Linked DNA regions of Mus musculus: all the other regions are linked to region 3. Evidence: chromatin contacts called from public HiChIP or PLAC-seq and Micro-C data. All regions are on one chromosome and are shown on one strand. The core of a region is the stretch at or near the end of the contact, and the rest is flanking DNA. Distances in the headings are between cores, read along the strand shown. Region 1 overlaps Nmu (neuromedin U). Region 2 has its middle 100 kb from the start of Mir7025. Region 3 has its middle 150 kb from the start of Gm32727.

The links. Hi-C and Micro-C count contacts between places; a contact is called where the count stands out from the background. HiChIP or PLAC-seq counts read pairs in DNA pulled down with a chosen protein or histone mark.
Region 1: an HNF4G HiChIP or PLAC-seq map of pancreatic cancer cells shows a contact between it and region 3. The contact joins two enhancer-like sites. A contact is called at or near these places in 1 of 115 datasets of contacts at active chromatin or transcription factors (pancreatic cancer cells) and 2 of 9 other capture datasets (adipose tissue and macrophages).
Region 2: a Micro-C map of the G1E-ER4 cell line shows a contact between it and region 3, with 3 times the contacts expected there. The contact joins two enhancer-like sites. A contact is called at or near these places in 3 of 484 Hi-C or Micro-C datasets (the G1E-ER4 cell line, the HPC-7 cell line and embryonic stem cells), 3 of 115 datasets of contacts at active chromatin or transcription factors (bone marrow-derived macrophages, embryonic stem cells and extraembryonic endoderm stem cells) and 1 of 9 other capture datasets (embryonic stem cells).

What each region holds. Positions count from the first base shown.
Region 1 is chr5:76,343,987-76,348,233 of GRCm38.p6, forward strand. Nmu (neuromedin U) reads right to left here. Exons shown (of 10, transcript NM_019515.1): 4 at 1,453-1,512; 5 at 78-107. Gm34175 (a long non-coding RNA gene) reads left to right here. Exons shown (of 3, transcript XR_389299.2): 2 at 2,736-2,890; 3 at 3,501-3,743. Among named protein-coding and RNA genes, the nearest start is that of Gm34175, 3.5 kb to the left of the region's middle. Within about 2 kb of position 2,230, at least 43 of the 459 cell types and tissues checked have an H3K27ac peak or open chromatin away from gene starts, as enhancers often do. A contact at or near this core is called in pancreatic cancer cells, where this site is marked.
Region 2 is chr5:75,279,047-75,283,478 of GRCm38.p6, forward strand. No RefSeq gene overlaps it. Among named protein-coding and RNA genes, the nearest start is that of Mir7025, 100 kb to the left of the region's middle. Within about 2 kb of position 1,950, at least 16 of the 459 cell types and tissues checked have an H3K27ac peak or open chromatin away from gene starts, as enhancers often do. A contact at or near this core is called in the G1E-ER4 cell line and the HPC-7 cell line, where this site is marked.
Region 3 is chr5:75,825,238-75,829,853 of GRCm38.p6, forward strand. No RefSeq gene overlaps it. Among named protein-coding and RNA genes, the nearest start is that of Gm32727, 150 kb to the right of the region's middle. Within about 2 kb of position 1,259, at least 70 of the 459 cell types and tissues checked have an H3K27ac peak or open chromatin away from gene starts, as enhancers often do. A contact at or near this core is called in the G1E-ER4 cell line, the HPC-7 cell line and pancreatic cancer cells, where this site is marked.

The sequences.
Region 1 (4,247 bases), core at 980-3,479, 520 kb after region 3:
AGAGTGAGTTATCCATAAAAGATCTATGGCTTTCTTTATTCTGGCTAGTCTATATATATTCAGGAAAATCACCTTACCCTCTTAGTATTATCTTTCTCACTTTGTTCCTAGTGAAGAGATATATATTATTATACATTATAAAACTTCATGTTACATACTTTGAAATTCACAATATATTATGAATTATGTAAAAATGTAAAACGACACATATGTTATATTTCAAACACAGGACTAAAATTGCTTAAGCATCCGTTGCTCAAAAATCAATGGAAGAACTGATTAAAAGTGGACAGTGATCTTTTCTACAAATTTATTAATAAGAAAATAGTTGGAAGGATTATTAATGTTTAATAGTGGTGGGACAGGAAGTTACACTACAGTCACACAATGGAGTATGCAGAGTAAACAACTAAAGAGTAAACAGTAAAATATTTTTAATTGTCATCACTAAATAAGGCCATGAGTTTTTTTTTTCTGCCATAAGTCTGTGGCTTATAGGAGTCATATCTTTTTTTTTTAAATCTCATTTGCTCTCAGCACCAAAGAAAGACGGTGGATAATTTTTACTGTTATTTGTTTTATCTTAATTAGGGAAAATTACATCTTGGGGGAACATCATCACTAGGAAGAGTAATTTGCCTTCAAACTATCCAAGCGTCCTTCTTTGGGTCGCTCTCTGTGGAAGCTGGAGTGGATCAGCAGTCACAGGATGTGTTTGAGATGCTGATGAAATAACATCATTCAGAACTTAAGACTTCACCTTTAGCAAGGGAGGTTTAAAGTTCGTTCAACCAAGGCACAGGCTAGAACCTGAAGTCTAATGGTATGTGATGTCTCCCTCTCCCACCCAGGCTTCACCTAGGACAAACCATTCTCCCGGAAGAATCAAATAATTCCAGTCAGAAACCTGGACACAGACACAAACAGAACTTTCAAACCAACACTGACAGTGCGGTTGGCCAGTTTGTCCTTCCTCCTTGTTGGCTTGTTTGCTTGTTGGTTTGTTTGCTTGGTTATTTTTCCCAGTGCCAGAACAAAACCTCAGGCCTCACATCCCAGCCAAGTGCTCTCCCCAGCTATATTTTTCTATTCTTAGGTCCTAGGCCACAACAAAATATCATGTCCTAAGTGCAGACCATAAAAATGTAGCAACTTAGTTTCATTCTTGTCCCCAATTATATACACGTGTGAGAAAAATTAAAACAGTATGATGATAAATTTCCTCTATCAGACCACATTTCATGCTTGCAGGAGACGTGTGATTTCCCAGTTAGCTGAGTATGAACTCCACCAATACTATCCTAACAGAGAAACGGAAGTATCCGCTTCTTATTTCCAGTCAGTGTGTCCTGTAGCTAGTGCTGACAGCCTTCCTAAATTGTGTACATTTCAAGAAGGAACTTCAAGTCATTTGGTTGGTGGACTGCCTACAGGACTTAAGCAGAGCCTTACCTGAGGCTTCTGGGAAATCTCCATCACTATACGGCAAAGCTCCCTCAGTGCAACAGATGCCTAAGGCAGACAAGAGAACACATGGGCTATGTTTCACTTTGCACTATATCTGCACAGGGGGTGAGATTCCAGATGTTGGAAGCACAAGGATAGCCTATCAGCACTGCAAAGGTGTCTTGCTGCAGTACTGTGAAACTCTGCAGGAGTCCTCTTGATTGCTCTCAGATCGATCTAAAACATCCTCGGGCCAAGGTGATGGCTGGGCAGGTGGCAAAGTTGGCTGAGATAGCAAGAGAACTCGAGTTCAAATCCCCAGCCCCTACATAAAAGTCTTGCATAGCTACATGAGTATGTTACTCCAGCACTGGGATGGAGACAGGTAGATACTAGGAGATGGCTGTTGGGTCAGTCTAGACACAATGGCAAACTCTGGGTTCTGTGGGATTCTCGACTCAGAAAACAAGGTGGAAGGCAATGGAGGAAGATGCCTCATGTCTTCCTCTGGTGTCTGCTCGGGTGAACATGGGCATGCATTCCCGTGTACATAGACCACACATACACACACACACACACACACACACACACACACACACACACACTCGCACATAAACTTGAGCACACATAAAACAAACAACCAAACAAATCTTTCTCTGCAGCAGCTATGCAGCAGTTGAGGCAGTTGAGGTTACACTGTGGCCCACTTACACAGTTCTCAACACTCACAGAGACACCATGGAACTCTATGACTAAGACAACCTGGGCAGTGCCAGCTAGGGATTAGTCTCCTGGCTTGTAGGGAAATGCATGTGCATGCCAAAGCTGTGAGCTTCACTGAACATTACTCATTACTGGCTAATTTGAAAATCCTGCAATTGCTCTCAAACAATGGGGATTGAAGGACAAGAAGCCCGTGTGTGGTGCTAGTCTGAGTTCCACCCTTTGCAGGCTGCTGACTGCACACCCCAGGATCAGGTTTGTCAGAGCATCAGAGGGCAGAATTAGGGCAGGAATCCTGTGGTTGGCAGTCAGTTGGGCGTGGTAGGGAGTGGCTCAAATGGACAAGCAAGGGCAAACCCAGCTTTGCACAGGACCTAGCAGAGTCTGCTGTGAGCCAATGGTTCCTTAATAAGTTCATTTCTGAAGTAATGAGAAGCCGGGGCACAGAGAGGCAATGTGAATAGTGTTAAAGCATGGGCTGAGAAGGTGAACAGCCTGAGATCAGAAGTGTGGATCCCATTGCTACTCCCTTTCTACAGTGGTTACTTAATCTCTCAAAACTTTAGTTTCTTTAGCCAGAAATCAGGGGTGATGTCACTGCAGGAAGTTCCTGACCGGATTAAGGGCAGGACAAGCCCTTTGGTTTAATTTACCACTGCGGGTACTCTCGATTCAGAAGCTGTAAGAGAAGATCGTTCCACACCTACTTAGGATGGCTGAGGTGAGAAACAAAGTTGGAGCTACCATGCAGTACCCTTCAGATCCTTCCTCCACAGAGGTCTGGTTTTGTCTCCTCCCTCCCATCTATTTGTCTTCCAGACAACTTGTTGGGATATATATTGATAGTACAAGATGAACCATGTATACATGGAGTTTCAACGCGTTACAAAATACTTTCCTGTACACAATTTCCATTCTGTTCTTAAAACACAAGGCACATAGGACAGGGCATGCTGCTCTTTTGTAGAGAGGAAGTGAGGGCCTACAAGATGGTGACTTCTCCAGTACCTTAAGAGATTATAGTTGACAGAGAGTGGCCTGGGAGCCAGGCCTTCTACCCATGAAGATGCTTTGGAGGGCTCATCACTGTCCACTGATGTATAGTTGACTATTTCTCAGTTGTTTCATGGTCTTGGGGTATCTCGTATGTACGTGCTGGTTAATGCTCTACCACTGAGGCCCAGCCAGCAGCTAAGAGGGGCTGAATAAAGTACCGAGTCTGGTAAGTTCTTCCCTACTTGGCCCCTTCAGGTAGATCTATGACAATCTGGTAATAAAAACTCCTAACTCCTTTTGATTTTGTTTGTTTGTTTGTTTTTCCCCTCAAATAGCCCATATAGAAATGCCACAAAATCCAAAGTAACAACAACAACCAAAAGGTAGTTGGCTATGTTCCATGTCAAAGATGCATCTCAATTGAAGAGGACTATACTTGTATATTGAAGAGGACTATACTTGTATATTGAAGAGGACTATACTTGTATATTGAAGAGGACTATGCTTGTATATTGAAGAGGACTATACTATATACATAGGTTGTTTCACCTTAGGAAACTGACTGGGCTGAATGAGGTTTGGCAAGAACACTGACCTTTGGGAACATTTCAAAATAAATGTACTTTCCTAGCTTTTCTTTATAAGAAGCAATTATTCTCAACAATTCTTTAAAGACTTTCATATATGGGACAGGTAATAATTTATCCCATATTAATGGACCTTAAAGATTTTTACTTTTTTATTTGACAAAAGTATCTGGAAGCACTACCTGATAGTTGTGCAATTAATAAAATATCACTTCATAAACAGTTAGTGATATTTAAAGCCTCAGAATATATTGAAATATACATTTTACATGTGAAAGACAGGGATAGTACATATATATGCCAGGCTCTTTATAAAAAGCCACACAGAAATGAGGTTCAACAAAGAGTTAGTTTGTGAAGCTAGGGAGCTGGCCCGGTGTTTAAAGGGCTTGTTGCATAAACGAGGGGACCAGAGTTTGGATCCTAGAACTCACATAGATGCTAGGCGAGTGTGTCAGCCTCATTCCAACCTCATAAGGTGGAGACAGGGAAACC
Region 2 (4,432 bases), core at 700-3,199, 550 kb before region 3:
CTCTATGAGGGCATTTTTTAATTAAAACCTTTTTATTAATTAAAATTTGACATTTCAAATGTGTATATTAAGCACTATAACTTTTCCCTATCCTCAGTTTCCTGCCACCCTTGTTAATGCCTACCCTTCATTCTTACAAATACGTTTCCTATATTTATAGCTTTGGCTTTGTTTTGTGATGTTGGGTTTAACCATGGCCATCTGTGTTGCCATTCGTTTGGAAGTATCCATTGGAGTTTATTGAAGTCATCAGCAGAAAAGACAACTGAAGACAACCTCTTTCCTCATTATGGGTTAGCTCGTTATGGGTTAGGACCCTGTGGGCCACTCTTCCATCTATGACTGATGGCTGACAGGCCCAGCCTTGTGTAGGCCCAGTGCAAGTAACCATAGTGGTGGTGGGGGGTGGGGGGAGAAAGAAAGAGACAGAGACACAGAGACGTAGAGACACAAAGAGAGATAGAGACAGACAGACACATAGAAATACAGAGACAAAGACACAAACACACACACATAGAGGAAGAGAGAGAGAGAGAGAGAGAGAGAGAGAGAGAGAGAGAGAGAGATCCATAATGTTGAAGGAGGCATGGCAGGGAGTGACCAGAGAAGGAAGCTGAGAGTTCACTTCTCTGACCACATGCAGAAAGCAGAAAGTAGACTAGAAGTGGAGAAAGGCTATCAATTCTCAAAGCCTGCCCCAACATACACTTCCTCTGCATGGCTCCACCCCCTAAAGATCCTGTAACTTCCCTAAATGGCATCACTAACCACAGACCAAGTATTCCAATATAAGAGCCTCCAGGGGATATTTCTCATTCAAACCTCCACATAGGATATCTCCCTTCTAATTCATTTCTTAAATTATGTTTTTGAATTGGGTTATAAGATAGGAAGTTTCAGTGGGGTTGAAGATATGGCTTAGCGGTTAAGCTCTTGCTGGGCATGCATGAGACCTGGCTTCAATCCACTGCACTCAAAACAAACAGACAAAAAGAGAGTAGATTTCCATATGGCTTTTTCATAGAGTCTTCTTTTTAACTAGCCTTCCCCCAACTCCTCATCTCCCTCATTCCATTGCTCCCTTCCCTGCTGCCACAGGTACTCCAGGTTAAATACAGATAACTAAATATTTGAAGTTGGAATCCACGTCTGAGAGATAAGATGCCAACAGTTGTTATTTTTCTGGGTGTGGGTAGCTACACTCAATATAATTTTTCCCAGTTCCATTCATTTTCTGCAAATTTTATTTCTCTTTATAGAATCAAGTTTCACTCTATGTGTGTGTGTGTTGTTTTTGTTGTAGTTGGTGAGTGGAGAATGATAATATGGGGCACACGGTTGATAAACATCTAAGCTGATTCTATTTTGTTGTGTTCTAAGACATTGTGGACAGAGCGGCCGGGAGTGAGAATGAGCACCTGTGTGGAAGGACATGGAGTCCTCTGGTAACTGTGAAGATGTGGGATAGATGGGTTATATCATCGCTCTCTTTTTATGTTTTGGAAACCCCCAGACTGCTTGCCAAAGTCACTATACTAGTTTTCACACTCCCAACAATTTACAAAGGTTTCCTGCCCCACATCTTGGCTGGCATTCATTGTCATTTGAATGCTTGAAGACAGCCATTCTGACTGGGGTGACACCGAATCTTAAAGCCCTGTAACTTGCATTTCCCTGAAGGTTAAGGATGTTGGGAACTTTTTTTTTTTTTTTTTTTTTTTGATGTTGGATGCTTTTAAACATGTTTAACTGCCGTTTGTATCTTTTCTTTCGAGAACTCTCTGTTCTGTTTCAGAGTGTCTCCCCTCCACCCACCATACCCACTGCCTTTAAACTGTTTTTTTTTTTTCCCATTGACCTATAACACTGAGCATATCTTCCTGTCTCTGCTCTCTGGCTTCCTGGCATCATAGATAAGATGCCAATAAACTCCAAGAAAGAAAGTCCTGCCGGTGGAGCCTCTCTCTGACAAACCACAGGATGTGCTGGAAGCCATAACTGTGTTGACACAATGACCCTAGGACCAAGCTGCATGTCAAAATGTCCTCTCTAGCTGCACCCCACCCTAAACTTCCAGTAGGAGTTTAGAACTCTGGCAAAAATATGGGATGTAGAGAGCGCTTATCTTACAGAGAAGTCACTGTTAAAAGCTATGAGACTATGGAAAACATTATATCCCTATGAGAACTGTCCCATTGTAGCCACAAGTCTTACATCCAGAGACCCCACCAACTCTGGTTCAAAAGCAGGACAAACACTACACCTGGACTCAAAAGGTCCAGTTTTTTGGTTTTATTCTGTTTTTGTTTTAGTGTTTTTTTTTTTTGTTTGTTTGGTTTTTTTTTGTTTTGTTTTGTTTTTTTTGCCAGTGTTTCCCAAACAGTACAGTGTAAGTTTTTACACATATTTACAATGTGTTTGACCTGATAAGCAATTGAGGGGTATTTAGAGCATTTGGGAGGATGTGTCTTGGTTACTTGCAAATACTACAATATTGGTATATCAGGGTATTGGGCACCACAGGTGTTGGTATACTCAAGACCCTGGCGCCAACTCCCATAAACACTGAAGGACAGCGGCACACCTGAGCGAGTGCCCCAGGGGCTGCCTCTCCGTCACTGCAGCCTCCCATGCCTGCTCCTCTCCTTTCAGTCAGGCCAACGTCATCAGATGGGTTTCCTAGTGCTTGTTTATCAGTAACACTCTGCCTTTCCCTCCCTTGTGGCTCTTTTTGTTCCGTACGACCAGTCTCTAATGTTGATAACTGTTTTCTTGAAGAAGCCAGTTGTATTTTTAAAGGAGTATATGGTGAATCACTGTAAACAACTTGCCTGGCCACTTCATCTTAGATGTATTCTTCCTCATCACCATTATCTTCCTCCTCCTCCTCCTCCTCTTCCTCCTCCTTCTTCTTCTCTCTCTCTCTCTGGAATATTGATATCATAAGTCAATACCAACCCTTTGGTGATAAGTGTCTATAAAATTCTCCGTGAGTCTAACGTGTAGCCCTGTTCATGAGGTCCTTATAGGTGTGACCTGGCTCAAGATCAGCCAGCAGAAAGCCTTATCTGAGGTATGATCTTAGTGTGAGGCGTCCACAGGCTTCTCACTGCCGAGGAAGAGTCTGGTTCTTAATAGAAACCTAGACAGATAAGTAGATAGGTCCATAGATTAACAGGAAGCATATACAGCAAACGTTACTTTCTAGTTCTGGAATTTGTTAGTGACTTTTGATTTTCTTTCTCTTGCTGCATTCTGTATTTCCAAGATTGCTAGGAGTTCCCCCCCACTCCCACCTCCCTAAAAGTACAGTGGGAAGTGGGTGATTAGCAGATTCATATCCAGGTCACCAGGTCTGCAGTACCTGTCAGCTTGAGAACTGAGTAGTGTTGGGATCAGGTGGCTGTGAGCTGGGGTCTCAGAGGAATACAAAGGAGGAGGTACTCCAGACTGAGCTCAGTCTTGGCCCTCATATGGATGTATTTGCAAACAAGAAGTAATTAAGGCTAAGGTTAAAGGAGCATATGGTGAACCGCTGTAAACTCCAGTGAACCACTGATGAACTCCAGTATCATCCTATTTGGAGAAAAGCAGTAGCAAGCTATGTCCCGAGGAGTGGAGGGGTGGAGCTATGGCGGGATAGGGTTAGTGGTGTTCCTACAAGACCCCAGAGAGCCTCTCTTTCTCTCTCTCTGCCTCATGTGACAACACAGCCAGGAAGTCGGCCCTCAACAAAGCAGAAAGCAGGCCCTAGGGGTGGGGTGGGGTGGGGTGGAGTGGAAGAAGCTTGTCAGAGTGGAGGGGAGCTCACTGTGACGGAGATGAAGCTGGAAAGTAAACAAGAACTGGCTTGTGTGGGGCCCTGTGCACTGTAATTGGCTTCTGGGTTTTACTTTATGGACATAATATCATGGATAGATTGGCAAAGTCCAAGGTCTCCAGGGTCTCCATGCCTCAGATAAGTCTCATTTCTATCCTCCCTCTTTTCTTTTGCAACTTAAAACAATCTTAAAACTTGTGTGCGTGTGTGTGTGTGTGTGTGTGTGTGTGTGTGTGTATACACATGCACAAGTGCACTTAAGCACACACACACACACACACACTGAAGTCAGAGGACATCTTTGTGAAATTGTTTATCTCCTCTTACCTTTGTGTGGGTTCCTGGGCCTGTACCCAGGTCACCACTGAGAGCACTTTTACCCATGGAGTCATCTCAAAGGCCTGCCCTTCCTTCCTTCCTTCTTCCTTCCTTCCTTCCTTCCTTCCTTCCTTCCTTCCTTCCTTCCTTCCTTCCTCTCTCTCTCTCTCTCTCTCTCTCTCTCTCTCTCTCTCTCTTTCTTTCTTCCCCCTTTCTCCCTTTCTCTCTTTCTCACAAGATTTATTTTATTTATATGAGTACACTGTAGCTGTCTTCAGACACACCAGAAGAGGG
Region 3 (4,616 bases), core at 9-2,508:
TATCTTTCGAAAGAAATGTTGTCACTCACTAAAACAAAACAAAATCCACCTATAACAAAAATCCTTTCTTCTGACAGTGGGGTGGTCTCCCTGCAACAAGGCTTTGTTCCATGACACCCTGCATCCACTTGCCTATTTCAGTGATTCCCCTTATCCAATATTCTCCAGTCGCATCTCAACACGGCCACTGGAATGGGGAAGGGAATGGTTGTGTGCTTAATGGGTATTTATGTGTGCTTAATGGGTATTTAAAAGGAAACTTGGAACGTGCACTGCAGTGAAAGAGAGTCCTTAGAGGGGACAAGGTGGCACCCAGAGGTGCCTGGCCACTTGTCTCTGCTAATAAAACCTCCCCCAAGCATCCCACGTGCCTAGTTCCTAAGTGCCATCTGGCAGCTAGATCCTGAGCTCTGCCACCCCTGCATAGGATCCAGACAGGCCCGGTTCACTCCCAACCATTGGAAGTGTATTGACATTTATCACTGGCTTCCACTTCCCAGAGCAGGGAGGCAGCCTGGCAGCCTCGGAGGACCTGCATCTCTGTGGCATCACACCCAGCAGCTGACATGAAGGATTACTGCTCTTCTGTCACCCTTTGGCACATGCTCCTACGATCAGCACTAATGACAGTCACTAGCCTGTACTTAGAACAAGGGGAGGGGAGAGAGAGAGTCCCTCTAAAACCCACACTTCACGCAAGTTCTTCTTTCTAGGACAAGACTACAGCATTTACAGACACAACTCTCATTTTAGGTGTACATATGTGTCTGTTAAAAAAAATAATGTCGTGTTAATTGAACCAGTACCTGTGCATGTGTGTTCACATATGGAAGTCTTAGAGAAACAGCATATAAAAATACAGGCTTATCCCTACAAACGATACCCTAATCTGGCACTAAACAACTGGAGTGAGATTTCATTGTCTGGACACAGATTTTGCTTCTCAGTCCCTTCTGAAGGACAACAATTGTGCTAAGGAGCTAAAACATTTTCCTTCTATTTAAACTCATTGGTGTTCTAATGACACTTTCAAACAAGCTCTTAGCAAAAGGGAAAACCATGACTCAACTTCTGGATACCCTGATAACAGTCTGCGTAAGCCAGAGCTTTCTCAAACATCACTTCATTTATTCAGGTGCTAGTTCATTCTTATGGTCTCTTTTTGTTTTCCAATCACAAGCCATTGTTTTGAAGGTGAACAATGAGCCTTATGCAACCCTGTGCTGTCACAGGAGGAACCTCCCCCCTCCTTATCAGTGATTCTTGTTTATTCTGCTCTTGGAGTCAAACCGTCTTAACTGGCCGGTGAATCATGTTGTGGCCACAGGAAGATGACGACAGCCACAGCTTTTTAAAATTCTCTAGAGAGGAGACCGAGAAGGAAATGCTGTTGGTTGGACAAGAGATGCAGATAGGGAGAAGAGAGAAGGACTCGTGAGAAATGAAGAATGTATATATGCGGGCTTCTATTATTATGGGTGTGCCACCGTGAGAGTGTCACCATAAACCACAGAGCAGCTCACTAAGTGTTATCTAAGGTGAAATGGAAGATATCAGGCCACAAAGGCACAGGCAGAACTCAAATTCCTAGTAAGAGCTGAATTGGCAAGAAGGGGCCAGGAGGCAGGAAGAGTCTATCCAAGCATGTTTGTTGTTGGAGTGACCTTCCTGTCCATGGGTGTTGAGAATGAGCCGGCAAGGATGATGGTCTGTGAAATAGGAACACCAATACTCAGAGAAAGTACGAGCTGGAGGGAAGATGGGCCACTACAAAAAACACCTAAGGACAAGATAGCTGGCAGCCTCTTCCTTCATCTGGAGCCACTTTGCCATCCTGTGCTGCTTTAGGACAAAACTTTCTAACAATTTAAAAATGGCACCCCAAGCCTTCTGATGGGAGGTTAAGCCTTCTAGCCCTGTGGCTCAACAGCCAATAAATGCTAGCACATATTCTCACCGTGGAAACATCAGACTAGAGTCAGAAAGGATTTGAGCAATCTCCCAAAGTAAATACCTTTTTAGGGGTCATGGTAAAAAAAAAAAAAGATTATATGAGACCTGAGCATTATCATATCCCACTGAGATGGCTATAAACTGGTAAAATATTTTCAGAGGACAGCTTGGTGCCCAGAGAACAGTATGTACCAAAAGCCTCAAAATACTGAATACCCTTTGGTCATCAGAGGGAGGAATTGCCCAATAAATCTAGAGTCTTTTTCACAAGGAATAAGCAGTCACAGCTCTGTACAAAGGCATCTGAAATCCCATTCATCCGCCTATTGTTTCTAACAGTAAAAACTGAAACCAATTTAAACTTTGTATCATAGGACTGGATGACTAATTAGCGTATGTTTGAAGCAACATCCTATATAGTCATTAAATAAATATATAAGAATATTAATTAATGGGAAAAGCTGCCCATACTACAGCATTCAATCGCTGATGTTCTAAAATGACTCATTTTTGTATGACACACATATATAAGGCACACGGGGATGATACATCCTCAGTTATTGAGAGAGGCTTTTTGTGCGTAGGAGAATAACATATAGTTTCATTTTCTTTTTTATGTTTATTTTTGACTTCCAACTTTCTATTAAAATTTATTATATTACACTTGAATGCAGATTCCTGCACATTTGGGTGCCAACTTGGATCCCACTCATTGATTTCTGTTCATTATGTTCTTCTTACCCAGCATCTCAGTGTCTTCTCATCCCATGACACAGCTCTCCACTTCTGTCATACCTTCCAGTTCGTCATTCTCCATCACTATAACCCGCTATGAGCTTAGCTCAACCACCCTCCCTCTCACCGGATCCTTATCTTTCCAGCTCTTTGCCTGTGTTTTTCCTCCAAGTCTCCAGCCCCACAGACATGAGCCATAACCTGGGCCTTCACCTCAGCTGGGTCCCCATTTCCCTCCTGACTCAGCTTGATCTCCAAGATCAACGGCTAAACGTTCTCTGCATAGACACTCCATCCCTTACCTCTCTCTTATGCTTCATTTTATGAACTTGGAAACAAACCCAGTGATGGTTAGTTGTAATTCTCTGCCTCTTCTGTGCCTGAATCTGTGCAGCTGAATTTAGCTGGAGAAGCTAAGGTCATTGTTGAGTGTCATTTGAAGTTCAGAACTGCCGACATCAAATGTGAACTTTCATGGTTTGCGCTTCCGTAACCTCCATTTGCATCCTTGCAGGAGGACCCTAATCCTGTCTTCTCATAGCAGAACATGGAAGCAATCAGAAAAGAACTTCAAACACCACCTCCACTTATGTCTTCCTACTCTCCAACCTCTGTGAATGAGCAAACCACTCCCCCAGCCAAAGCCACGCCCTCTAGCTGCCCACCGACATTGCTACCACAGTCCTTGTTCCCTCTGGATTTTTTTTCCTCTTTCTTGGCTTCATCCAACAACCTATGAACATTGTTATTTCTCCCACCCAGACCTTCCTTTGTCCCAGTTCTTCCTCCAACTAACCTCAAGCATTCTTCTCTTGATCACTAAACCCCTGAACAAGTTGTTAATCGCCCTCCATTTCCACCCTCATCACATTCACCACGTGACGGGGCTTTGACACTGTCAAACTTTTCGTTCATCTCTACTTTGCTGAGTCCAGCTGTCAACCTTCGGTTTTCACCCCAGTCCCCATCAGCCCCATCAAGAAGGTGACTATTTGCCACTGCTTAGCACGCTCCTTCCAATGGTGTCATGAGCCGTTCCACTCCCTGTTTTTTCTCCCAACCGGCTGCTTTTTCTCAGCATCCTTTGCTGCTTCGTCCGAATCTCCTTCCCAAGACCCAAGAGCTGCCGGGGAATCTCAAGGCTCAGTCCTTAGACAGACAGCCTCTTGTGTGTATGCATCCCTTTTTCTTTTCCCTTCTCTACGTCAATTTTAAAGTGATTTAATTACTTGTAATTTTATATATACAAGTGCTTGCCTGCATGTATGTCTGTGCACTACAGGTATGCTGGATTCCTATAGAGCTCAGAAGAGGGTGTTGGATCCGCTGGAACTGAAGTACAGAGAGTTGTGAGCTGCCATGTGGGTTCTGGGAACGGAACCTGGGTCCTCTGCTAAAGCAGCAAGTGTTGTTCACTGCTAAGCTACTTCTCCAGCCTGACAGATTTTCCAAATGATATTGGGGATAGCAGAGCATTGGATGCAAATACCTACCCTACACTTAATTACAGCCATGCTCAAAAAGTTCCAGGAAAGAAGATTTGGGGTTTGGTTTGGTTTGGTTTGGTTTGGTTTGGTTTGGTTTGGTTTGGTTTGGTTTGGTTTTGAGACAGGGTCTCAGCTTTGGCTGGCCTTTAATTTACCATGTAGACCAGGCTAGCCTTGAACTCAAAGAAATCAGGCTGCCTCTGCCTCCTGACTGCTGGTATTAAAGATATGTGTTCTCTATAACAGTTTTAAAATATGATATTTAACTTAGTTGCCATGCCTCCCAGTGAGAGGCAGGAGACCTCCCTTTCTGGCCTTCATGACCTCTTTCACGAACAGGTTCTGGCAGCTTCTGTGGCCTGTCATGTGGAACACTTGCCCCTGGGACATGGCTACCATGGGTAAGGCAGTCTTAGCCTGGGGAGCATCCTACATAGATAG